2 separate regions of the Sus scrofa genome follow, and region 2 is linked to region 1. A link is a contact called in public HiChIP or PLAC-seq data. All regions are on one chromosome and are shown on one strand. Each heading gives the region's core, a stretch centred on a gene start, on an enhancer-like site or on the middle of the called end of the contact. The rest is flanking DNA. Distances are from core to core; before and after follow the strand shown.

What was found. HiChIP or PLAC-seq counts read pairs in DNA pulled down with a chosen protein or histone mark.
Region 2: an H3K27ac HiChIP or PLAC-seq map of skeletal muscle shows a contact between it and region 1. The contact joins the promoter of CREB5 here to the enhancer-like site in region 1. A contact is called at or near these places in 7 of 47 Hi-C or Micro-C datasets (embryonic fibroblasts, fetal heart ventricle, fibroblasts and 4 more) and 1 of 2 datasets of contacts at active chromatin or transcription factors (skeletal muscle).

What each region holds. Positions count from the first base shown.
Region 1 is chr18:43,929,375-43,935,404 of Sscrofa11.1, reverse strand. The region is part of intron 7 of CREB5 (cyclic AMP-responsive element-binding protein 5); the gene reads left to right. Among named protein-coding and RNA genes, the nearest start is that of TRIL, 210 kb to the right of the region's middle. Within about 2 kb of position 2,189, at least 23 of the 83 cell types and tissues checked have an H3K27ac peak or open chromatin away from gene starts, as enhancers often do. A contact at or near this core is called in retroperitoneal adipose tissue and skeletal muscle, where this site is marked.
Region 2 is chr18:44,260,751-44,266,780 of Sscrofa11.1, reverse strand. It overlaps CREB5 (cyclic AMP-responsive element-binding protein 5), which reads left to right and starts at 2,267. Exons shown (of 11, transcript XM_013985749.2): 1 at 2,267-2,384.

The DNA of each region.
Region 1 (6,030 bases), core at 940-3,439:
CACATGAAAAGGCAGTCTCCAGGTAACATCTCCCTGGCACTCTTGAGAAATGCAGTTCTTCAATTTGCCTATTTGCTTTCATCACCCCCAGCTTTGCTTCCTAAAAGTCCAGGAATAAAAAGCAGTGATAAATAGCATGTCTGCTTCTCAGAAGCTTTGTGGCAAGGCAGGAAATGCTGTTGGCTTGGAAGAAACTCTTCTTAACGTTTGGAGGGTGCCAGCAGTCCTGTGTCCCTGCAGCCAGTGATCAAAACACAATGATGGGCTGAACCAAGGTGCCCACTCTTTGCAGAATCCTTTTCCCTCACGGGCCAATATGCAGATGAATAGGAATTCGGTTAAGACTCCACACTGACCACAGCAAAAATCTAAGCTCTCACTGCTATGTACAGTGGATCTCATTTTAAGGGCAATTTACCTTAAAACATCATAGTAGAAAATGGTAATTGATGACATTGATGAATCACTTGTGTATGTGGCGGAAATTATGTTAAACATCTTGCAGTGTATTATTAGCTCGTTTAATTCTTGAAACAATCCACTGACGGAGGTACGGTCCTTCATCTTGTTTTATGAATGAATAATCGGAGAGATTGAATAACTTGCAAAGAACATTCAAGCTGATTTAAAAAAAAAAAAAATGGTGCTGGGATGTGAACCCAGGCATTGGGCGCTTGGTCCTGACTCTAAACCATAATGTTTTGCCAGCCAGGGGGATGATCATCCTGTGAGTTTATACTAGTAAAGCACTTTCCAAATTCTGAGTGCTTCCGTGCCCTTTGTCCCATTGGAGCCTCATAACAACCCTGTAAAGTCGACGGGGAAATGTTATTATTCTCATTTTATAAACACCGAGAAGTTCTTTGTAACTTTTCCAGCATTATCCAGTGGCACGATCAGGCCCTGAGCCCAAGTCTTCTTTGATTTCCACCCTGTTTCTACTACATTGTGCTGATTCTGACATCCCCATGATAACTTATTCTGAATCAAAGCAAATTCTTATCAAAGTAAAACTCAGGTGTATAAAGGAAGTCTTGGCTTAAATTAATAGCTGGGCTCAGCCACCTATTAGCCTCTCTAGTTCTTATCATCTAAACACTGGAGAGCAGGCTAATCCATATTTCTGTCTGGCCAAGACAAGGGCTGAATTACAGAGCTAAAAGCAACAACATGCCTCTAAGAGCTAATGGAAGCCCCAGGTCCTTTCTTTTGGCTGAAAGTATAACTTTGTACATACCTCTGCCTTGTTGCCCACTTAACACAATGTAGAACGTTTCATTTAGGAATACATGGTGTCCATTTTTTTTTTTGGTACAATGTAAATGATTAGATTATGAGATCATTGATAAGAGCTAGCAACCATTTATTTATATTTCTACAGAACAAATTCCTATAGGGTTTACATTCCAGGTGCTGATCAGAATTCCAAATACATGGGATTATTCATTGGATTATATTTGTTTTGAAAATGAGAATTTGAGAGATTATCTGTTGCTATGAGTCACTAAATTCCAAAGCAGGAAAGGAGCTCAGGGATTATTTTAGCAAAATTCTTTCCTTTGAGAAACAAAAGCCTGACATTCAAGTTAACAACTGGTTTAAGTTCATGTAGCTAATCAGCAGAAGAAATGGAATGGGAACCCAGATTCCAAGTTTTCAAGGTTAGAGTACTTCACTTCCCAGGTGCTGGTCAAGAATTGACACAGAAAGCCATCTGCTGGTTGCTGTGATAGTGAACCTTCTAAGCCAGTGTTTCCTGAAGCGTTTTCTGCAGAGTTGCGTTAGTGAAACAGAGTGCCTGGGAAGAAGAGGGTCAGTCAGCTTTTGTATGAAATAGAAATTGAAGTTCATCATCAGAATGCCTGAAGAAATGGGTAGAGTTCTCTGCAGTTCTTTCTGAGACTTTGTGGTCTGGGCTTGAGATCACTAAGCTGGTCTTATTGATCCCCAGGAGAATGGCTATGCGCTGAGTTTTGCATCTCTTGGTACCCAGTACTAACTGCCTTGATTTTGCCTGCCACCAAGCAAAAGTAAACGTCCCACGTCTCACTGCCGTGTTCTTTGGGGCTTCGAGGATCTTCCTTGGGCTTTTGGAGATCTGTTTCGTGCTGGTATGGAGGGATGACCAAGCTCTCTGAGCACCCAGCACAAAGCGGTATTGAAATGGCCCTTTTTATGGGATATTCTCTTTTGGCTCACCCTCCTCCGCCCTCACCAGCGCCTCCGCGTACACACATTCGGTCTCCTAGGACTCATTGTCTTCCCAGTTTTCTTTCTTTCTCTTTCTGCAAGTATCCACCCTGCTTTGGTAACCATGGCAACAGGTGAAATACAATCCCAATATTTGCTCGCTGCCTCTGTCACCCAGCCCAGCACGCACATCGCCGGCTCTTGTTTTTGTGTTTGTTTAATGTTCCCAAGCCTGAAGTCAGATGCATCTGGGCAAGGACACAGCACACGGTCGGTCTGGTTCGGAACACTCCCTCTCAGACAGTCTTCAGGCACGTCTTCTTTGTGTGTTTGTGTACGTGTGCGCTCGCGTGTGTCCCTGTCTGCTTTGGAACGTTGTGCAAATAAGTTCAGCTTGTGTCAGAATAGCGGCTGGGGGGGGAGGCGGTGAAGGGCGGAATTTTACAAATCTTGTTAGAAGGAAGTTCTGCTTTGCAGAGATATATTTTGGTCTTTTTCTTGGAATTTATGTAGCTTACACTTTCCAAGATTTTTGCCAGCACAACTAACAAGAAAAGTTTGCTTTGCACTTTGGGATGATTGCTGTGCGTTGGTTTGGTGTTTTATGTGGGAAGTACAGAAGATTCGTCAGAAAATGTGTGCCCTGAGGGGAATGGAAGGTGGGGCTTTGGGGCACATAGAGAAGGCAAAGTTTTCCTAAAAGTTTGGGAGTTTTAAAAGGAAATTTTTAAAAAATAATAATAAAAGGGAGAATCCAATCTTCAAATCCAAAACTAAGAGAGAATATATTTTTCCCATTGATATCTTTTAAAATGGTCTTTCCTGTTTGTTTGAAAATCTAGCTGTACTGCAGTATATGACCGATTCCCTTGCCTTCTTTGTAGTGTGGATAAGATGAATCATTAGGTTCTCAGAATCAATGAGTCCCAACAAAAACAGAAATAGATCGAGTATTTTTATTTCGAAATGGTATTTGCACTCACCAGGCAGGAGATATATTCAAGGAGGACAAGATTTTCATTCAACTCTGGCCTTGGATTCTAAAGATTAAAGGTGCAACCAGAGAGGCAAGGCAGTGACCTGATTTCAGTAGGTAGCCAGCATCTCAAGTATAAGAGGGAGCAAGTTCGCGCTTGGGTAGAATTTCAGAGTTGGCAAGTGTTTCACTTGTACCCTTTCCTGGACTGTCTATCTCCCTTTTGTCACCTCTACATGGGAATGTGCCCGTGATTCCGGGGAACGGGTCCTGTGTCCCTCCCAGCCTCTCCTGCTCCACTCAGCTCCACACAGCATGGTCCCTCTCCGAAAGCCCCTTCCAGAAGCCTGACATTTCTTCTGAGGACTTCTTGCTCTCTCTGGCTGCCTTGCCTCTCCTATCCTATTTCCTTTGCTCTGCAAACGCCACTTCTTTTCTTTTTTTCTAAGACTTAGCTCAAATGTACATTTCCTGCAAAGTCTTCTCAACCTCCTCAGGTAGACAGGAGCCATGCCTTCTGCTGGGCTAGTCTCCATTTGCATCTTGTTTATCTCTTCCTTGTAGAGGCTTTATTACATGTCATTGTCTGTGAACCTGCCCCATGGCCAGCCTGTGAACTCCTTGAGAACAGAGGCCAATTTGATGCCATGTCCCAGGGTTGGCAGCTTTCCTGAGTGTTCCAGGCACCCAGTAAATACTTCCTGATAGAAGGGAGGAGGGAAAAATCAGATAAACTTTTAGATGGAGATGTTACTGTGACTTAATACGCTGCCCTACACTTTGGGCTTTTTTTTTTTTTTTTTTTTTTTTTTATAAGTTCCAGAGATAAGGTAGGACTTAACTCAGATGGTTGACTCACCAGCAGTAGAATTTCAGGACCCTATGGCAAGTGAGTGGGGGAGAGATATTTGAGCAGGTGAGAATCCTTGCCACAAATTTCCCAAATCCCTGCATTGGTATCTGGGGCTCTGCCAGCCACAGTCAAGCACAGCTCTATAGAGCAGCCCTGCATACAGCCTCTGGTTTGTGTTCCCACTTGTGAAAAGTTTCACATGGTATTTGTGCATTTTCCCATACCGCTCGGTATCTTTTGAAAACACTTCAACAATCGTATAATTTATCCTATGGATATCACATAAAATTTTTAACTTCCTTTATGTCTATTTTTGGGTATTTAGATTGTCTCTGCTAGAAATAACCCTTTGATTATAGAAAATAAATTAAACAAAAAGCTGATCTGAAATTATTTGATTACATCTTTGATTATTTCCTTAGGATGTAGTCCCAGAATTAAAATAAATTACTAGGTCAAAGAGAATAAACATTTTAAAGGATATATATATATATATACATATATATATATATATTGCCAAATTTCTTTTTTTTTTTAATTTTTCCGTTCCTTTTTCTCCCCCCCCCTTTTTTCTAGAGGGGGAGGATGCCCATGGCTTGTAGAAGTTCATGAGCCAGGGATCAAACCCGTACTGAAGTTTCAACCTGTGCCACCCCTGTAGCAATGCTGGATCCTTAACCCATTGTGCCACAGGAGAACTTCCCAAATTTCTTAAAATTAATACTGATCCTCTTTCCTTCCTATGTTATAGGAGGCCATCCATCTTACAGCATTTTCAGAAGTATTAAACATCCGGATTTTTAAACAAAATCTGGAACAGCTTTGGTTGGCATTTCTTACCCTGTGGGTAACGTTGCACATCTTTTTCCATGGTCGTTGACCACTCGATTTTCTTTTTTGATAATTTCTGTACTTAAGGCAACTTGTCTTAATTGGGGTGAGTCTGAATCCAGAGGACAAATGACAGAGCAGATTGTCCATCCTCTACTGCATTTTTTAAATTCTTAATAATTAGCCGGCATGGAGTTCCCGTTGTGGCTGAGTGGTTAACAAACCAGACTAGTATCCATGAGGATGTGGGTTTGATCCCTGGCCTCTCTTAGTGGGTTAAGGATCCAGCGTTGCTGTGAGCTGTGATGTAGGTCGAAGATGTGGCTCGGGTCCCGGATCCCGAGTTGCTGTGGCTGTGGTGTAGGCTGGTGCTGCAGCTTCGATTAGACCCCTAGGCTGGGAACCTACGTATGTAGCGGGTGTGGCTCTAAAAATACAAAAGACAAAATAATAATAATAATAATAATAATAATAATTAGCTGGCTTTATTACCTTTCTTTGTTAATTATATTTTTGTTTCTAAAACTAAATGCATGTCTGAAAGTATATTTCATCGTTTTTTGATGCTCTATTTACCTGAGTCTTTTGCTTGGAAGCACAGTGTTTTGAAGGTTTACAAAAAATCTCCTTAAGCTTTCTGATTCTTATAGTTATTCAGCTTATTTATTGCAAAAATATTGGCTTCCTTGGGAGTATAAATGGGGCTCTCCCACATTTTCCATGTCCATCTAACCGAGGCTTTGTTTATTTATATATAAACCTGAGCACCTTGAATAAACTGAAGATATGTTTGTGTCTCTCCCATTTACCTGAGATAGGATTTTATGGATCCTACTCATAGCCCACTTTTGAGAAATCAACCTCTGACCATTTTAATTTCACCAGCCATGATGGAAGTATATGGATTTATATTGATTGAACTTTATCATTATTACTGGATGGTTAAATGTTGCTGAATCCCTTCTCAAGCAAGAAAAGTTAAGCTGAAAATACGAAACGGCTTAATTCCCATGGGGAGATATTAATGGAGCATTATTTTAAGGTTGAGTGAGTCTTATGTTAACCAGACTGTAACCTCCTTACTAGTACCCAGGCTCCCTCAGGGGAGGGATCTGACTACCCAGCACATAGTTGGCACAGAATATCTCTTTGTCGAATGGATGGATATGAGTAATTACAT
Region 2 (6,030 bases), core at 1,018-3,517, 330 kb before region 1:
TTACCTGGTAACAGCACATCAAACAAAAGATCAGCAACAATTTTCAAGGATGGACAACTGATTTGGATAGTATTAGAAACTGATGAGCTACTTGCTTTAAAACTCAAATATATGCTTCTGTTTAGAGAATATTGGGAATTAAATGTTTTAAATTTATATGTTGATTAACTAATTACAGGTTTTAAACTCTTTTGATCATCATCTCAGTTTTGCTTATTCAATTCTCCATTCTATTCCTTTGGTCCACACCTGTCAGCCGGAAGAAGAGATGAGCTCTCTGACTGAGCATTGATAAGTTAGGCTGTCTGCCTTTTCTGTCTCAAGGTTGCTCCTTGTCTGGTTCACGCTTTTTCTTTAAGGGAGAAGGAGGTAGATCCTTGCTTTAGGTGGAAAAGGATGTCCAGCTAATTGAGTAGGAATGTGGGCAAGGAGGCTGTTCCTCAGGAGGCTGTTGCTTTCTTCTGTAAACACAGGTAATTGAGCTGTCATTTTAAAAGTTTTATTAGTTAAGATTCAAGTTAGGACTGGAGCCCTTCTTTTGCAATTCCTTCAGGGCTACACGTGGAAGAGAACAAATAGGAAACGCAGTGATGAGTTCTGAATCAAGCTGTGGGAAAGGAATAGTCAGCAGTCCCTGTGGTCTCAAGAAACACCAAGAAAGAGAGTTGTTTAAACACTTAAAAAATAGAAAGGAAACACAGAGCTCTTCCATTTAGTATGGCAAAACCAGCTCAGAAGTATGTGACGATCCAGGCAAAGCACGACAGTTTCTAGCCAGTCCAGTCATGATTCTCTGGCAAACTGCACAGTCATGGTTATGATGCATTGGGATGAGAGGTGCTATATAAATGTCAGATGTTACATAAATGTCAGGAATGATTATTGTTTGTTAATGGGGGCTAAACTGTTCCTAAGCAAAGCTTGGACTCCCAGCCAACTCGTCCTCAGCAAAGGTTCTAACCATCAATAACCCATGAGAATGGAAAGCTCCGCCCTGGTTCTAGAAAGGAGTCCAGTTAGGATTTGGAGTTTTAAAACAGGGGCGGGAGTTATCCAGTGGCTTCAGGCCAGCCCCCTAAGCTTCTGGAATTTGCCTTGGCTCCCTGTAAAATGGGGATAATTATAACACCTGCCCTACTTCTCCTTGTGCTGGGTTGTTGTGAGAATCAGGGGAGTTCCACGTGGGTTCCAGTGCTTTGCAAAGTGTGAGCTGCTGCAAGGATGACCGTGGTGCTCTGAGATGTCTGGCATCTCCTGGATTTAGCCTCTGCCTTCCCTTTGAGTCCGACTCACAGAGAGAACATCCGAATGGAAATTAAGCTGGGGATGGCCATGGTGACCTGGCTGATGCTGAAAACACCAGGCTCCTTCTCTCACTGAGCTGTCAGGAACGTACTGCAGACCAGGGCCCCGAATCCTGCATTCCGGCTCTGGCTCTGCCACTTGCCAGCTTATGAGCTTGGGCAAGTAACAGAGGAGGCTCTGGAAGTGAGCGCCAAGGGCCCTTCCGGATCTGACGCTGAGTCTAAATCAGGCTCATCATTTGGCTCTAGCTGTAATTCACCTTTCGCCTGCAGGAACAACGCTCCTTCCAGCTTCTCACACTCATGAAGCAGGGGTCTTGGGAAGGACAGGGGCATCACATTCCAAATGAGTGTGCACAATAAAGAAGTTATTCCTTTGGAGGTGAAATGGGGCGCGGCGGGGGGGGGGGAGGGCCGTGAAAAGGGGTGTCGAGTGAATGCTCTGAGAAGCCAGGATGCAGGGAACACTGTAATGAGGTCACGACTGTCGCAGGCAAAAAGGAGCTGGACATCTGCTGGTGGGGGAAGGGGGAGCGTTCCTCATTTCTGTTTGTAGAAAGTCTCTTCCCGCATTCGTCTGCACCCCCTCCCCACCCTTCCTCTACTCCCCATTCCCACCCTTCCCCTACTCCCCGTCCCCACACCTTTCAAATGCCACCAGGCCCTCCTCACGGGAGAGCCCAGGTCCCTGCCTCCTCCGTGGTCCCGTCTGAAACCGTGACGATTGTTTCCAAGCTGACTCACACCACTAATGTCAGGGAGCCGTGTCACACGGCGCTGGCCTCTGCAAGCTGTTGCTCGCGCGGTCGCCGCTGCCGCCGCCGCTCCCCCGCGGGTGCACCAGAGTCGGCTGGTGGGGCGGTGCGCGGGCGGGGCCCGCCCCCTCGGCGCGCCGGCCCCGCCCCTCCCTCCTCCCCCCACCCCCCCACGGGCCGCAATGATTTAGAAGTTCAGGAATCCCACGTGACGTCACCGGGGGGGTGATGTAATGCACTCTAAATAGAATGTATTGTAATCTTTGCTCAGTCCAACGTGGTCCCTTCACCCGGGCTCCGCTCTTGCCTTCTCCACACTTGTTTGGTAAGTTCCTAAAAATACGGCTCGGCCACTTCTGGGGCTTTTGCATTTAGCCACTTTTGTTGCACTTGCCGCGGGAGCCATCTCGGGAACGTACTTGTTTGCAGGGGCTGGTTCTCGGCAGCAGCCGCGAGGTTACTTGGTCTAGTGGGCAGGTCACAGGGCAAGAAGTAGGGGAAGATGCGATGCATTTTTTTTTTTTTTTTGGAGGATGATCTGTGTTTGTAAACACTCTGGCGGACCAGAGGGAAGTCCGTCCCCCAATGCTGGTGGACCGTGGAATTCGGCTGTGTCCTGAGGCTACCCCAGAGACCCCACGCCGAGTCCGTCCCGGAGCGCGTCTCGGTGGCCGCCGCGCCGTGCGACTGGAGGGATGCTAACGTGGAGCGAGCGCCGTGTCAGCCCCGGCGTGCGTGCGTGTGTGGGAGCGCGCGTGTGTTTCCCTGACACGGGGAACAGTTATGAATCGGGGGTGTGTGTTTGCCTCCAGAGACCTGGCAAGGTGCGGAACCCTCCAGAAGTGCGGTCAAGCGGCGTCAGCGGTGGCGGCAGCGGAGACGGCGAGCCAGGAACCGCCCCCCGCGTCCCCAACTTCCCGGTGATGCGGCGGAACCCCCGGAAAAAGTTTGCAAACTTCCAGCGGGCGCGGCGAGGACGCCGGGTCACCTAGGGGGCGGATGGACGGGCGCGCGGGGGGCTCGCTCCCTCCCCGGTGCTGAGCCTGCTGCTGCCACCTCTCCCGCAGGGCTGCCGGCCCCAGGTGGTGGGCGCGCGCGCCCTGGGAGGGGACGTCGCTCTTGGAGGGCACTTTGCTTTCACTCCGGGCGCGGAGGGCTGGAGAGTGGCGAGGCTCTTCTCGCCTTCATTCCTCCAGCCACCTCTTGCCTCCGTCCGGTTCTCGTTGGCATCATTACCTCTTCTCCGCTGCTGCCCCAAATGACAGCTCCCGCTTTTGCCGCGGCGGCGCGGTGGCAGTTCCCAGGATACGGCGGCGGCGAAGCCCTCTTCTCCAGGCAGATTCTTCAAGGAATCGCTTAAAACTTTTCACGACGGTCTTAGAGGGGCAAGACGCACGAAGCAACCAAAGAGATGTTTTTTCCCCGTCGGCTGCATTTCGCTTTTCTTTTGCTATAGGTTTATTGGGGGGGGTGCTAATCTGGTAGATGAAGCCCCCGATCTTGATCTTGTCCACTCCTCCCTAACTTTCCTTGAACGGGTGCCGCCCCCACTTGAGGCTGGTACAGGGCCGGGAACTCAAGTGGGTCTCTTGTGTATTTCGTTGTCAGAGCCCGCAGAGTGTATGATTTTTATTTTTCCCTCCCTCTCTGACATGTGTCAAGGAATAAAGGCTGGAGACAGGTCCATTACGTCATTCTGCAGGCCGTAAGTGTTTGATTAACAGCTTCAGATACTCAAGGGTTAGGGGCTTAGAAGTGCTGACAAAGCAACTATGCTTTCCATCCCCAGCCCCCACCATACTCGTACAATCGCCGATTCCCTGGGCATCTTTATTACCCTCTCCCTCTGGACCCCTCCTTCTCCGCCCGCTCTCTCCCGCCCATACCGTTATCACTCTGGCCCCGCCTCCGCCTTTTACTGCTTTCCCTGGGGCGGTCACAGTCCCTGGAGCGTGGTGAGAGCTTCTGGCGGCTGAGGGGGGCACAGTACCTGATCTGCGGGCACACAAGCTGCCCTTTTCTATTATTTAAGAAAGGCGCTAGCGAGCCCTCTCCTCTAGGGCAAAAATAACTTAGTCCTGATAGAAAAGGCATCTCAGGAAATGTTTAGAGACGCTACGGTGGATAATACCACGTCCCTGTGTTGACTTAGGAAAACAACACACCCACAGCAAACAAAGTACTTAATTTTACATAACGCCTTCCTCTTTCCTTCCAGCAGTTAGCCGGAGGGGGATGGCGAGGTTGTGCTGACTAAATCAAATTTATCCGAAAGGCTCAAGATTAAACGTTTCATTTCCAAAGTTAGGGAATGTGAGTCTTGGAACCCGAATACTATACAATAAATTGGGGCGTGTGTTACTTTCTTAATCTTAACCTTAAGTTTCTTTATTTAAAGAGGAAGTTAAGTATGGAAGTCACTGAATCGAGCCAGAATCTCCGTATCTGGCAGTTGAAATAAAAATACTGTTTGTGACACGTTTAAGGGATAAAAGTAAAAAGATCTCCGAGGGGTGGGGGTGCGGGGGTGCAGCAGGAGTCAAATAGAAGATTTCCTAACAGGATTTTGGATGGAGGAGGGCAGAGAGTTTCAGGGCTCTCTGATTTGGAGTTGGTGAAAGTTAAATAAAGGAAAATTTATATTCTGAGTATGTGGGAATTTCTTGAAGCATGCGTGTCTTGTTATAATCAAATCTGCTTTCTTCAAAGTGAAAGCCGTGCTGTAGAGTAGGCATTTGTGAAACTCCTGTCTGGGGTCTAATTGACATCTCCTTCCCCAAGTTTGTGGCAGTGTTTATTATTTATTCACATCTAGAGATGAAATAGTATAACCCCCACACAATACATGTGCATCTAAAATGTTAAACTTCTTGTTTGTGATGCATACATAGACCCAAAGGGAAAAATGGCCCGGGTCACCAGCACTGGAGAGTGTGATTAATGATCAGTGATTTAGTGATCAGTGATTAGTGGTTTTATTCAAACTGTTACCTCTGACCAGAAGCACACATCAGAGGATTAACAGGCTCTTTAGATAAATGCTCATTAGTGGAAGGGGGAAAGCAAAGATAATAGGCATGCACCCAGGGACAACTTTCGAAGAAAATCATTCCCCGTCTTCAGAATAATAAGCTCTATTAACAGAAAGCCCTTTTAATTTAAAACTTGCTTTTATCTTGTAAATCAAAGTTAGATGTAAAAGTTTGTAGTGCCATTATAACCTAAATTTTCCCATATCCACTTGATGTGGATTATCTCAGTAGCGATATTTTTTTTTATTTAAATAAACAATTGGACCTTTAAAGCAGCTGGACCCTGACAAGTCCTTAACTCCCAGGGTTTGAAGGTGTCCCCCCTTCTAGAAGGGAGAGTGCAGCTTGCTAACTAGATGGCGCACTGCTATTTGGTGTGCTGTGCTGTGTCCTGCAGGAGTCCAAAGGAGCAAGTAGCTGCTTGCGAGGTGTTCTCCCACACTCACAACAAAGTTGATTCTGTGCAGGGTTGGAGGCTAGACAGTTCTACAAGTTTTTAGTCACATTTTCCATGTCAGTTGAATCTAGGGAGTTCAAGGCTTCTGGAAAAATTGGTCTCATTACTAAAAGAAACGTAGAACCCAGGAGGAGAGGAGGTACGGGGAGACCAGGAGGTACCTCTGGGTTGCAGCAGTGATTGTAAAATACCAGACCTGTTCTTTTTTTTTTTTTTTTTTTTTGGGCTAAGAGCTAGCTTCACGGTCTTGTGATCTGAACTACTGAGGCAAACACTCAAAGCTTTATTTTCTTCCTAATCTTGCTGGTGAAAAAGACGTTGCTAGAAAGACAGGAAGAAAAAAAAATCTTGATTGGGTGACTGCAGGAAGCAACACGTTGCTGATTTTATTCTACAGATAATGGTAAGATGATGTTTGCTCCGCTTATTAAGCAGAAAGGGAACTTTGTGGTTGGCTAAATGAGAACAATCTTGTATTTTCA